Linked DNA regions of Zea mays: region 2 is linked to region 1. The links are chromatin contacts, called in public Hi-C maps. All regions are on one chromosome and are shown on one strand. The core of a region is the stretch at or near the end of the contact, and the rest is flanking DNA. Distances in the headings are between cores, read along the strand shown.

Evidence for each region. Hi-C and Micro-C count contacts between places; a contact is called where the count stands out from the background.
Region 2: a Hi-C map of bundle sheath shows a contact between it and region 1, with 1.7 times the contacts expected there. The contact joins the enhancer-like site here to the promoter of LOC109945560 in region 1. A contact is called at or near these places in 3 of 25 Hi-C or Micro-C datasets (bundle sheath, ear and leaf).

Annotation. Positions count from the first base shown.
Region 1 is chr4:140,566,467-140,572,537 of Zm-B73-REFERENCE-NAM-5.0, reverse strand. It overlaps LOC109945560 (zinc finger protein CONSTANS-LIKE 3), which reads right to left and starts at 2,139. Exons shown (of 2, transcript XM_020551882.3): 1 at 1,126-2,139; 2 at 456-1,022. The coding sequence starts at 1,785. The coding sequence ends at 747.
Region 2 is chr4:140,755,432-140,762,048 of Zm-B73-REFERENCE-NAM-5.0, reverse strand. It overlaps LOC100273521 (splicing factor, arginine/serine-rich 7), which reads left to right. Exons shown (of 5, transcript NM_001367444.1): 4 at 2,408-2,657; 5 at 3,347-4,073. The coding sequence ends at 3,752. Among protein-coding and RNA genes, the nearest start is that of LOC100273521, 7.4 kb to the left of the region's middle. Within about 2 kb of position 4,333, at least 16 of the 20 cell types and tissues checked have an H3K27ac peak or open chromatin away from gene starts, as enhancers often do. A contact at or near this core is called in bundle sheath, ear and leaf, where this site is marked.

The DNA.
Region 1 (6,071 bases), core at 890-3,389:
GCTTCCATTGACTGGGACCATGGCTCAAACCAGAAATTTACCTGCAACCCCGTTTGGGTAACCGCCGAGCGGCTCACGGTTCCCTCGTTTTCACGTGCTCTGATGTTCGAAAATCGATGCTCTACCAACGAACCGCCTTGTCCGCAACAGGTAGGTGCTGCAGCAAGAAAGAAAAGAGTTGGACAGCTGGGTGCTGATCGAGCCAAGGATCCTTTTCTGAGAGCCGGATGCACTATGGCAGTGGTGCACGTGAAGAGCAAAATTTTCTAGGTAGCGGATGCACATTAAGGCCTTGTTTGGTTATTCTCGATCCATGTGGATTGAAGTATATTGGACGGAATCGAGATCCATGTGGATTGAAGTATATTGGACGGAATCGAGATGGATTTAGACTTGTTATGGATTTAAACCGACTCAATCTCACTTAATCCACATGGATTGAGAGCGAACCGAACAAACCGTAATATGTGTGTTCTTGGGGTGGAATTTTGGATGGTAATGTACAAGGACGAGTGGATTAATTTACAGTGATGTCGGAGGACCGACAAGGGTTGCAGTAGCTCCACGCGAAACGCGACTGTTGAGTTCGTCCATCGAACAGCTACACACCGTTATTCATGCTACACGTAGCTCGCGTTCAGAATTTCAGATCAAAAGAGAACAAAACGGAGCTCAAGTTCAGAGTGGACAGAGCTGGCAAAAACCTAAGGAAAGAAGTCGTCGTCGCCGGGCAGCCGACTCTCTCCTCAACACAAGGACGGGACGACGCCGTCCGACGACGCCGACGCCGACCCCGCGGGCGAGAAGCACGCCGCTTCCTCGTGCTCCAGCGCGTCGTCGTCCTCCGAGCACCGCTTGGCGAAGCGGCCCTTGACGCGCGGCCGCGTCTCGGCGTACGCCTTGCGGGACGCGTAGCGGATGGTCTTGTCGAACCGCCGGCTCTTCCGCTTCTCACGGTACCGCATCAGCCGCGCCTCCCGCTCCTTCCCCCTGCTCACCGCCACCTCAGAGGACGACGGCACCTGCACGATCTCCACAGGGAATAAAAAAGGGAACATGCTTTTCGAGGGATACGGAATACCATGCGTGTATAAATAAACTATAGAGCGAGGTACTAAGGCTTACGCTGTGGTTCATGGAGTGTTGGGGGTAGAAGAAGCTGCCGGCAGCCATGTCCAGCTCGAGCGGCGCCGGCGTGACCGGCACGCCGATGGCCTTGACGCCGTCCACGCACCGCGCGAAGTCCAGGTCGACGCCGAGGTACGCGTCCGGCTCCGCGAAGAATGAGTCGGCGGCGGCGCTGTCCTCGTGGCTGTTGTCGGGCTCGGGGAGCAGCCACGACGCCGCCTCGGCCTCGTCGCTCCCGTCCTCCTCCTCCGCCGCCGACGCTTCTTCCCCCGCTGCCGCCGCCGCGGAGGGGAAGTGCTGCGGCGCCGGCGCGTCGGAGAGCGCGCCGAGCAAGGGCGCCACGGGGAGGCGCTCGTGGCGGCGCGCGAGCGAGTTGGCGGAGTGGATGTCGGCGTCGCAGGCGGCGCAGAGCGCGGCGGCGTCGGCGCGGCAGGTGACGGCGGCGGGGGCGTGCTCGCAGACCTCGCACAGCCACGCGCGCGCGTGCCGCGACCCGGCGCCGTGCGCCCGCGCGTCGCAGCCGGGGCACAGGAACGCGCCGTCCGCGCGGCAGTGCAGCCGCGCCGGCCGCGCGGCGCACGCGTCGCAGGGGCGCCCGCCCGCCACGCCGCTCCAGTACCCCGCCGGCGGCGGCGGCGGCTTCTGCTCCAGCTCCATGCCTGTGCTCCTCCGGACCGGGAGTCACGAGAGAGATCAGAGACGCTACGGGTTGTCACGGGCGGACTCTGGGCTCTGCGGGGTGGGGGTGGGGGTGGGGGTGGGGGTGGGGGTGTTTGCGTTGGAAATGGCCGCTCTCGGGTGTGCTTGCTGGTGCGTGCCCGCCGCAGCGGCCGTTTTGAGGGGTCGGCCAGCACGTGGAGAGGCTGCCGGCCACGAGTTGGGCGGCCAGTGGACCGCCGTACGTCCCGTCGCTGTTGCTACTTTGTTCGCTTCTGCGACGATGCTTAGATGTAATGTTCGCTTGCCATCAGCTGGATGGAGTTGCTAATCGTCAGTCACTGGAAAAGGGCTTTCGAGCTCGATGGCTTTGATCAAAGGGGTAAACAACGGAACCTAGTCAATATTTTGCTCAGTCTCATGTTTTTGCGTTGGTTAAACAGTACAACCTTGCGTCATCGACGTAAAAGCATAATCCAAACGCCTAAGTCTTGGTGTCCCTGAGTTTCTCGTGCAATATAATACTCTCTACTAAAAGAAAGAATCGGTTTTTTTTTCCACGGTTTCCATCCTCATCGTGTCCTCCTATATTTAAATAGTAAAAATACTAAAATTATGCACAAATGAATATTCGAACACATCCATAATGTGGTCAATTAAATGGTCATAAATGAAAAAAAAATAAACACATAAGGGTATGTGCAACCCTAACACTACTGCACGATACTTAAAGCATAAGACACACCTAGAGATGACAATAGGTACCCACGACCCGATACCCGATGGGTATTTACTCCATTAGAGTATGTATGTGGGCTAAATATTCTACCCGTGGGTCTGTTATTAGGCAAAAATCTTCACCCAACGGGTAAACGGGTATTAGAACGTTCCACTGTCACCCATACCCGTTAACCCGTGGGTATAAAATACCCAATATAAACTTATCCCAAGCATGAACTTAGACTTTAGTCATCCATCTTTTTTACTATTTAATAACCTTTTAGGCCATTATATCATAGAAGGCTTAACGACAATTTAATGACCATGTAATGGAACATGTAATTTACCCAATGTGTGTTGAATGGATGGTTAAATGATGCTAGAAATTTTGTAATGATATTCAGATGGATATACTTCATATTTGTATAATATAATATTTTGATATATGTTAAATTTTTGTGGGTACGGGTGACCCGATGGGTGACCCATACCCACGTGGGTATGGGTATGGGGGTAAATCCATACCCACCAGTGTATATGGGTGACCCAGTGGGGTTATTTTTTTGTCGTGGGTATGGGTATGGGGTAGTAATACCCGGTGGGTATTTACCCATTGCCATCTCTAGACACACCTAAAACATAATATAAAACAGTGGACATATCTAAAACATGTGTCTTGCTATATTCATTGCACCAATCAAGCCATTCAGTAAATTAAATTAATCAATCAACTAGTCTTCTGTCTCGAGCATAAAGCTAAGACACAGTGTCTTCGTTAAGATACGTGTCTTTAGTTTTTTTTACATTTATCCTCTTAGACCACTCGAAGACACAGCTCAAGGCACCCATTGTTCACGCCACATGGTAATTTTTTCAAGTGTTACTGTTATGAAAGCTATGCCATTTTCCTATTTGTCAAGTAAGAACTTTTTATCACTCAACTAGTCAATTTTTATGTGAGATCTCTAAAGTTATGTGAGGAAATGAGAATTATGCTTGTCTTTCATTTGTTATACATGAACTATGCAGTTGTGCCTATTTGTTCTTAATATTCTTAGGTTGACTCTACTTCTAACAAATAAATAAATCAATAGTTGAGCACCCAATAGATTTAGAAATAACAAAACTTTTTAGTTTTTAATGTTCGATGCATTTATTAGTAGTTTAACGTTGTCGGTGTTTCGAACTAACACCAACGAGTAAATTTGTGTATGTGCGTTCTAGATCTGGATGGTGTACTTAGTAGACGTAAGATTTATACTAGTTTAGGCTGAATATCCCTACTTCCACCTTGTTGCTGGTAGTAGGTGAAAGTCGCCTAGGGGTGAATAGGTGAAACCTGAAAAATATAAACTATAAACACGCACTATGTCCGGGGTTAGGGTTAGAAATAAATTCGGAGTGCGGAAGATTGTTCCTCTTGCTATGAGTTGCTTTGATCAATGCGGATAACTTTGGGAGCTAACTCAAAACAATATGAGCAAGGGAACTTTAGAGAGGGAAGAGGGGAGAAACAAATCGAGTGAAGATCAACACAAGTGAACACGGTGATTTATTTCCCCAGGTTCAGTTCCAAAGAACCTAGTCCCTGTTTAGGAGGCTACAAAGGCCGGGTCTATTACAACCCTTTTCCTCTCTCAATTGGTCACTTAGACCGGTTGAGTGCTTCTCCTTAATCACATGGGTCACTAAGACCCCGCAAGGATCACCACACAATTAGGTGTCTCTTGCTAGCCTTACAAAGCACTTAGAAGAATTAGAGTGAGAAAAAGAAAGCAATCCAAGCAACAAGAGCAACAAAAGAAACACAAAACACCCTCTCTCAAGTCACTAAGCACTTGATTTGATTTTGGAGCTTGGATAGGATTGAATGCTTTGATTGTGTCTTTGGAGTGTATTCTTTGCTCTTTGGGTAGAATGTCCCTACATCAGTCATCGCCGGCTTACGCTACCGGCACCATTGATGACCAAAACTCATAGTAGGGGTTACAAGTGGGCAAGAGAGGGAGGAGAGGATCCCATGTCTCTTATTGCGGTGGAGGTGGAGCTAAGGGTTATAGAGTGGAGTCCTATCACGTCTGGGGTCCATCCGTTGTTTGTGTGTCCCTCTGTCCGTCTATGGGCCAACCTCTTCCCTTTGTAGGCCAAGGAGGTTGAACATACCTAATGTACACATGGGAATTTTTTCATGGATTACCACGTACTGAAACCATAGGAGAACTTGTACATGTAGTACATGCGGTTAATCACAAGTCAGGAGCGTGCAAAAGTTCCTGACTCCAACCATAACTAGTTGGAAATGGCAATTCATTACTGATAACCATGAACGATCTGAAATGTACGAATTATAGATTCATCATATCCATTACGGATATCATTCTAAATACCAAGGCAAACAATCGTCATTGTAAGCATATTTGGTAAATTTAGTAGTGTGGAGGCTAATGTGCTCAAGCTTGAGACATTATTACTAAATGGTCTCGTGTTGTCTGAAGGACACACTTTAGGTCATCATATGGATGCACCATAGAACCATATCAAGCCTTGAATGTCCATACAATCTCTATAATAGACCACACTCGTTCTTTTGAAAACAATTCAAAGAACTTAACCAATTCATATCAGATTTTTAAGATAAGAGGGACTTAAAATCTCATTCTCAATGATACCCATCCATATCAGCCTTGAATGTCCATACAATCTTATGGAAAAACATGACCAATAGAATTGTCCATAACTTTTCATTTCATCCAAACAATGGAACAACCAATTCAATCTTACCCAGCATAGTAAGTGTTGGGGACTTGTTCTCAAATGCTATGAGTTAAGAACAAGACAACACGAAGTATTAAATGTTAATGTCCTTCTTCTTTCGAAGCATTATTTCCCTTAGGATATAACGATCTTTGGACGAAGGTCATGAAGGACGTACCTTCATCATCATGGTATACATTAATAAAAGACAAAGCATATGAAACATGAAAGATAATATGAATAATCATATAACACCATCCACATATCTTCATTATATAAACTTGGATAAATATAAAGACAATATTTTAATTACATTTATACCTTCGGCTTGACAGAAGGCGAAAATCCGGGCGTTGCGCACGAGCGAATACAAGATCACGTGAACAGTACAGGGGTACTATTCATCTATTTATAGGCACAGCACGTAGCCTATGAGAAATTACATCCGTGCCCTTTACAAACGATAACAATCATAATACAAGCTATCATGGGCTGATTGGTCATTTCATCTTTAAGTCGGTGCATCTGAAAATATATTTCGAAGCTCTTTGATTGATAGCTTCGGCTTTGTGTCCATCTTTCGAAGGTGTTTCTTCTTATGGAACCTTCGGCGACGAAGCAGGCCCCAACAGTAAGCATCATCACATGAAAAGTTATAACAAATGCAAAACATTGTACATGAGGTTGTATATAGAATACAATCCATAAAAATGTTTCCAAGAAACACATGTAATATCCATCACTATCACCTTATGTTTCCACGTTATATAAATTATATGGATATCTCTATAACTTGGTAAGATCAAATTAGG
Region 2 (6,617 bases), core at 3,084-5,583, 190 kb before region 1:
ACTTCAGGTGGGAGATGCAGTCACGACTCGCCCGAGGCCAACCCAGGGCGGGAGACACAGTCACGGCTCGTCCGAGGCCAACCCCGGGTGGGAGAGGCAGTCATGAATCGCTCGAGGCCAACCTCGGACGGGAGACGCATTCACGGCTCGCCCGAGGCCAACCCCGAGTGGGAGATGGTCACGACTTGTCCGAGACCAATCTCGGGCGGGAGATGCAGTCACGCCTCGCCTAAGGCCAACCCCGGGCGGGAGATGCTGTCACGACTCGCCCGAGGCCAACCTCGGGCGGGAAACCAGTGCACGACCCATCCACCCGAGGCCAACCTGGAGGACCGAGCACGGGCAACGACGCCATCGAGCCGGCGACCGGGTCGTGCAACATGAGGTCAAAGGAGCAGCCGGCAAGCGGAGTCCACGCCTGCGCGAGCGCGTTCGCCGCTGCGCCCTCGCGCACTGGGAGGACCGAGCATGGGCAACGACGCCCACAAGATGTGACTGCGTCTCCCGCCCGGGGTTGGCCTTGGGTGAGTCATGACTGCGTCTCCTGCCCGGGGTTGGCCTTGGGTGAGTCGTGACTGCGTCTCTCGCCCGAGGTTGGCCTCGGGCGAGTCGTGACTGTGTCTCCCGCCCGAGGTTGGCCTCGGGCGAAACGTACCTGCGCCTCCCGCCCGAGGTTGGCTTCGGGCGAGCCGTGACCGCGTCTCCCGCCCGGGGGTGTCCTCGACCGAGGTGTGACTGCGTCTCCCGCCTGGGGGTGGCCTCGGGCGAGCCCTGAACGCGTCTCCCGCTTGGGGTTTGCCTCGGGTGAGCCCTGACTGCGTCTCCCGCCCGGGGTTGGCCTCAGGCGAGCCGTGACCGCGTCTCCCACCCGAGCGTGGCCTCGGGCAAGCCATAACTGCGTCCTCTCCCGCCCGGGGTTGGCCTCGGGCGTGTGCGTCTTCCGCCCGGGGGTGGCCTCGGCCGAGTCGTGACTGCGTCTCCCGCCCAAGGTTGGCCACTTGGCATCGGGCGAGTCGTGACTATGTCTCCCGCCCGGGGGTGACATCGGGCGAGTCGTGACTGCATCTCCCTCCCGAGGTTGGTTTCGGGCGAGCCGTGACTGCGTCTCCCGCCCGGGGTTGGCCTCGGGCAAGGTGTACCTGTGTCTCCCGTCTGAGGTTGGCCTCGGGCGAGCCGTGACTGCATCTCTTGCCGTCGCCATCCCTGCCCTCCGAGTTTGGCCCATCCGAGATGGGACACGATGACCTTCTCGCCCGCCTCATACGCGCACTCCTTGAGGTCCTCGTCGTCTTAGTTCGGTGCCAGGGTGGGGAGTAGTGCGTGCGCCTCCTCGATGGCCCTAGGCCCCTGGCCGCAGCCACATCGAAGGCGTGGGCGGTGGAACACGAGGAGAGGAGATTGGAGAGTCTTTGAACCAAATCACCGCACACCCAACCAAATCGCCGATGTTGAGGGAGATTGCGGAAACAGGGTGGTGGTGGAGGCGGATTCGATGCCCGGGGACGTCTTAGGCGAGCAGGGTGTCGTAGTGAAGACGTGAGCCGTGGAGGATTTAGCGGCGACGGCATTGTGCTGGCCTTGTTGTCCGCGGTCGCCGTGGTGTAGGCGCGTTTAGGCGGGGTGGGTAGGCGCCGAGGCGTGCGAGCGCGTCCGTGGAGGATTTGGCGGCGGCAGAACCGTCGTTGTTGGCGGCCTCGTCGTAGAGAAGGGTTGACGGAGCCAGGGTTGGGGAGGAAGACACGAGCGAGTGTGGGTGTGTTTCTGCGTGAGAGTGTGTGCGTTGAGATGATCCATTAAAGACTGGCCGTCCGATGCGTTTCAACAAGAGAGACGTGGGGGACGTGCGTGTGTGAGACCACGTGCGTTGAGGATGATCCAAAAAAGGTTGGGCGTCAGATGCGTTTCATTAAGACTGAGTAGACAAAAGAAACGATCTGGAACGTTGGTATTTGACAGTGGGATTTGTCTGGAGTTTATAGGCTGGATGTTGTATTTAGCAGGGGCATGAGTGCGTGGGATGTTTTATGTGGTGTACTTGGCTTAGTTTTAACTGGTGGGTTTAAGGGGTAGAGAGTAATGTTGGATATGTTGGCACAGCTGTACATTGTCAATGTGTACGTATACAAAATTACAAATAAACAATATCTTACTGACAATAGAGCAGATACTCAAGTCCTTGTCCTGTAAAATGCATACAACCACAATACTTCAATACAAGGATTCCTTTGCAAGAAAGCCATTGAGTTTGTTTCAAACTGCTAATATGTTCAGGTCTTACTTGATAACGAAATTTAAATTTTGTACTAGTAATTGAACGAAGTTTTGCACTTTAGCTACTGTGATCACATATACTTCAGCAATTTGTGAATTTATGTTTATGTTTATCTTGTTGATTTGTGCTTGATAGGTAAGAATGGTTGGAGGGTTGAGCTGTCAACCAAAGATGGTGGTGGCCGTGGCCGAGACCGTAATGGTTCTGATATGAAGTGCTATGAGTGTGGTGAAGTTGGCCACTTTGCACGTGAATGTCGCTTACGGATTGGTTCGGGAGGGCTGGGTAGTGGAAGGCGTCGCAGCCGAAGTCCTAGATATCGCAGCCGGAGCCGAAGTCGCAGCCGGAGCCCAAGACATCGAAGGAGCCCAAGCTATGGCAGAAGGTAATTTGCTAATGACACCAATCGACCAATCCATCATGTGCATTCCATTAGTTTTAATTAAGGGTTGGGAAACATCACCTAGAAATCCCAAAACTTTTGAGAACGAAGCAAAATTTCAAAGATAACACATTTTTTATGACCAATGAAGTATCCAGTAAATTAGTAATGATCTCAAATGCACTGTATACAGATAATAACAAAGGTTTTCTGGACATCTCTAGCTTTGTGTTTGAGCCTAGCCATTGCCACATTATCCCTTTTTGCAGTTTTGCTCTGTAATGGTCTCAAATGCACTGTTTTACCCCTTTAAATACATGCAGCAAAAATTAAGATGGCATGTTGAAAAGAATGAAGACGAGAAGTCACACCTAGAGATGTTATTGTAGTTAATATCAAAATAACTAGATGTGTTCCTGATTTGAGGGATACTATTTAATCAAAAGTTCAACTATGCATTTTAACTTCTGTATGTAGTTCTTTATCTTGCATTGGTAATATATGATCTGCTGCATTCTTATCGTCCTCTCCCACCTGTTATAGCTTAATTAGCATTGTGAATCCAAACCTAATATTTGAGGGGAACATTTTGAGTGACTAGATAAAATATAGATCAATGTCTTTGCCTCACTAGCAGTCTTTTCAATGGATTATGTTGCGTTCATCCTGAAAACAAATGTTGGGGTTTTCAGGAGCTACAGCCCACGAGATCGTTCTCCTAGGAGGCGAAGTTACAGCAGGTCGCCGCCACTGCCACCACCGCCTCCTAGAAATAACAGCATGTCACCACGGGGAGCCCGAGAAATGAGCAGATCGTCACCACCACCTCCCAAAAATAACAGCAGTTCACCACGGGAAGCCCGAGAAATGAGCAGATCGCCACCACCACCTGCCAAAAATAACCGCAGTTCACCACGGGAAGCCCGAGAAATGAGCAGATCGCCGCCGCCACCACCTCCCAGAAATAACAGCAGGTCACCACCGGGAGCTCGAGATGTGAGCAGGTCGCCGCCACCACCTCCTGATGCCAGAAGAAGCTATAGCAGATCCCCAGAACAGCAGCCCCAGCACGAGTCCCCATATGCCAATGACGCCTGAGAATATTTAGCTGCTCAAAGATGCTGGAAAATGCTAAGGGGCCCAGCATGTTTTGCCCATGCGCGTCGGTACAACTTATAGGATCCAGTCTGAGATTTTGCTCGTGTTTTGGGTTTCCCTTGGACACACCGCTGCTGATACCATTGTAGAGGGAGGAGCATAACGTTTCCGTTTCGAGTATTGACTTTGGGCACTTATAGCTGTCAAGACATGACCTGGTTCTTGTTAGATTTATATCACTAGATTGCTTTTGAATTCGGACGAAGTGTTAATCGTGGGCTATGTTGAGATATTTGTCTACCTTTTCAGGACGCTTTCGAAGAAACATTTTCCTACTTGCTTTTGGTCAGTGATTTCGTTTTTTTTGGGGGTGGGGGGTGTTGTCACACGTGGTAGCAATATCAAGCAGCGAAAGGCTGTTGCTTTGGTTGCCTAAGAGCATCACCTCCATTAAATTGCCGCAACTGGTTCGGACACAGGGCCTCGCGAGCGTCTTCTAGAAATGGTTGGTGGCCTCTAGTTGGTGGCCTCTTCGGTCAGCGCAGTTTCTTTCCTTTCTGACCCGCTGTGGCCACTAGCACTTCGCCGTGCCTCTACCTTTCTTTCATCAGACCGCCTTTTGAGGCCCCTGTCGGCCTCTGTCACACTTGCCCTTCTGCTTGCGATGATTGAAAATAGCTTCCACCGCATCTTCTCTCGATGCGTGGGTCGTCGTGTGTCTAGGAGCTCCTTAGTGGTTCGCCGACTCTTGTGCCTACCTTGTGCACTAGAGTTTCGCTCGTGGTTTTCAAAATGAACGCGCTAAAACATCGATGTCGGCAAGGTTCGTTAGCTCGTTGTATTGCCGCGAGAAACACCAAATGTAGCCCCTTAAGGTCTCATCGGATTTGTGCCGGTAGTTCTTGAGGTCCCACAGGTTGCTAGAGTGAACGTACATGCCCTGAAAGGTTTCCACGAAGATTTCCTCGAGGTTGGCCCAATTCCAAATGCAACCATGTCTCAAGTTTTCTAACCATGTCTCAGATTGCAGATTATAGTCATCGAGATCCGCTCCTCCCGTGTGGCATGCCCGTCGATAATCTCCCAACCAAAGGTTGGGAGTTGATTCTTCCGAATACTTTGCAATATTGGTGGGCGCCCTATACCGTTGCGTCACTGGTGCTCGAAGGATGCAGCGGTTGAAGGCCCGAGGCCCCGGTGGTGGCAGGCTTAGGCTTCGGTTCCCATCGGGGTCAAAGCGGCCTCTGCGGCATTGTTTGTACCGACGAGAGTCACCCGATCTGTCACATCCCCCTAGTCCTATGACCATGCGCGCTCTGCGCGCTTTGACCCGGGTTTTGGGGCTGGCGAGGTCGGACACGTGCCGCTCTTTCTTCGAGATCGAGGGGTCACCATGACATGGCATCGTTCACCGTTGGCGTAGACGCGGTGTACTGGTTGGTCTCTGGTTCACGACGCTGAGACATGGAGCTCTCGGCTTGTAGTTGCATAGCGAGGCCGAGAAGATCCTGAATCTCTTGGTGGGTTTTCCATTCGTTTGGAGTATATGCCTTGGGGCGCTTGTCCAGAAGCACCGCAATAGCCGCGACGTTTTGGCTCACCCGAGGGAAACACAACGCCGTGCCCCTGCCATAGACTAGACGACGACAGACGTTTATCATCATGGTGTGCCGTCACCCCGCCACTTGGTGTAGTCGTGTCGTTCTCCACCGTGGGCTTTCTTATCCTCTTGCTGCGGGGCATTGGCTGCTCCGCGAAAGGCTCGGGCCTGATGGCGGTTCCTTGGGAAGCGGGTTCAGCTGTCGTGGCGCGCACCATGATGCTGGGTGAGGCTCCATCTGAGCTTCCCGCATGGGAAAAATGATCTCCCGTGGTATTGGCTGCGAGGCATTCCTGGTCAGGGTTGCAGATTGCCTCGCTAGGTGGGGACGTGATTACATCCCCCGATCTCGACAGGAGTATGTCTAGGAACGAGTCCCGGACGGGGTCTAGTACCCCCACGATCTCGGAATGAGTGGGTCATAGTGAGCTTTGTGACCCATTTCTCCTGAGGGGGTCGAGTGGGAGGTCGCCGAGACTTCTGGCTACATCGGACAGGTCACTCGTCAAGGGAGACACAACTTCTGAGGCCCTCGTCATCTCTTCTTATTCTTTATTGACGACGAAGTCCAGACTCTTGAAACGGATGGTCGTCCTAGGAGTCCAGACTGCACTGCTGTCGTCTCTAGTCATCCGGAGCTTGGAGAACTTCGCTGCGGAACGCGCAAGCCCCCTACGTGGCACACCAACTATCGGTGTTTTGAACCTCGCTCCGACAAGTAAATTTACTGTGCGCATTTCGGGCTCCGTAGGGTGTGCACGGTGGGCGCAAGATTTATACCGGTCATGCAGAACGTCCCTACTTCCAGTCATCGACGAATTGCTCTACCGACACCATTGATGATAAAACTCATAGTAGGGGTTACAAGCGGGCGAGAGAGGGAGGAGAGGCTCCCAAGTCTCTTCATTAGGGTGGAAGTGGAGCTTAGAAGCTATAGAGTGGAGTCCTAGTTAGGGTGCGAATCCAAGTGAACTCTCCCTTTGCTAGGGGACCAATCCCTCCCTTTTATAGGTCGAGAGAGAGGTCGGTCAACAATGGTTTTCTTAGGAAGGAGCCATAAGGCAAAGGTAAAACCAAACATTCTTACCTGGAGTAAAGCCACACGTTCTTGTGGGCCCTAGGGTCGCTTCGATGTCTCGTATTTATTGTGGTGGACAACACAGGGCTGCATGGGTCCCAGGCCATCGTTTAGGCTATGTCGACTCCTGGCCTTTGTAGCCCGGGGCTTAGCGCGGCTCGCCGCGTTGCGCCCTACCAGTGGTATG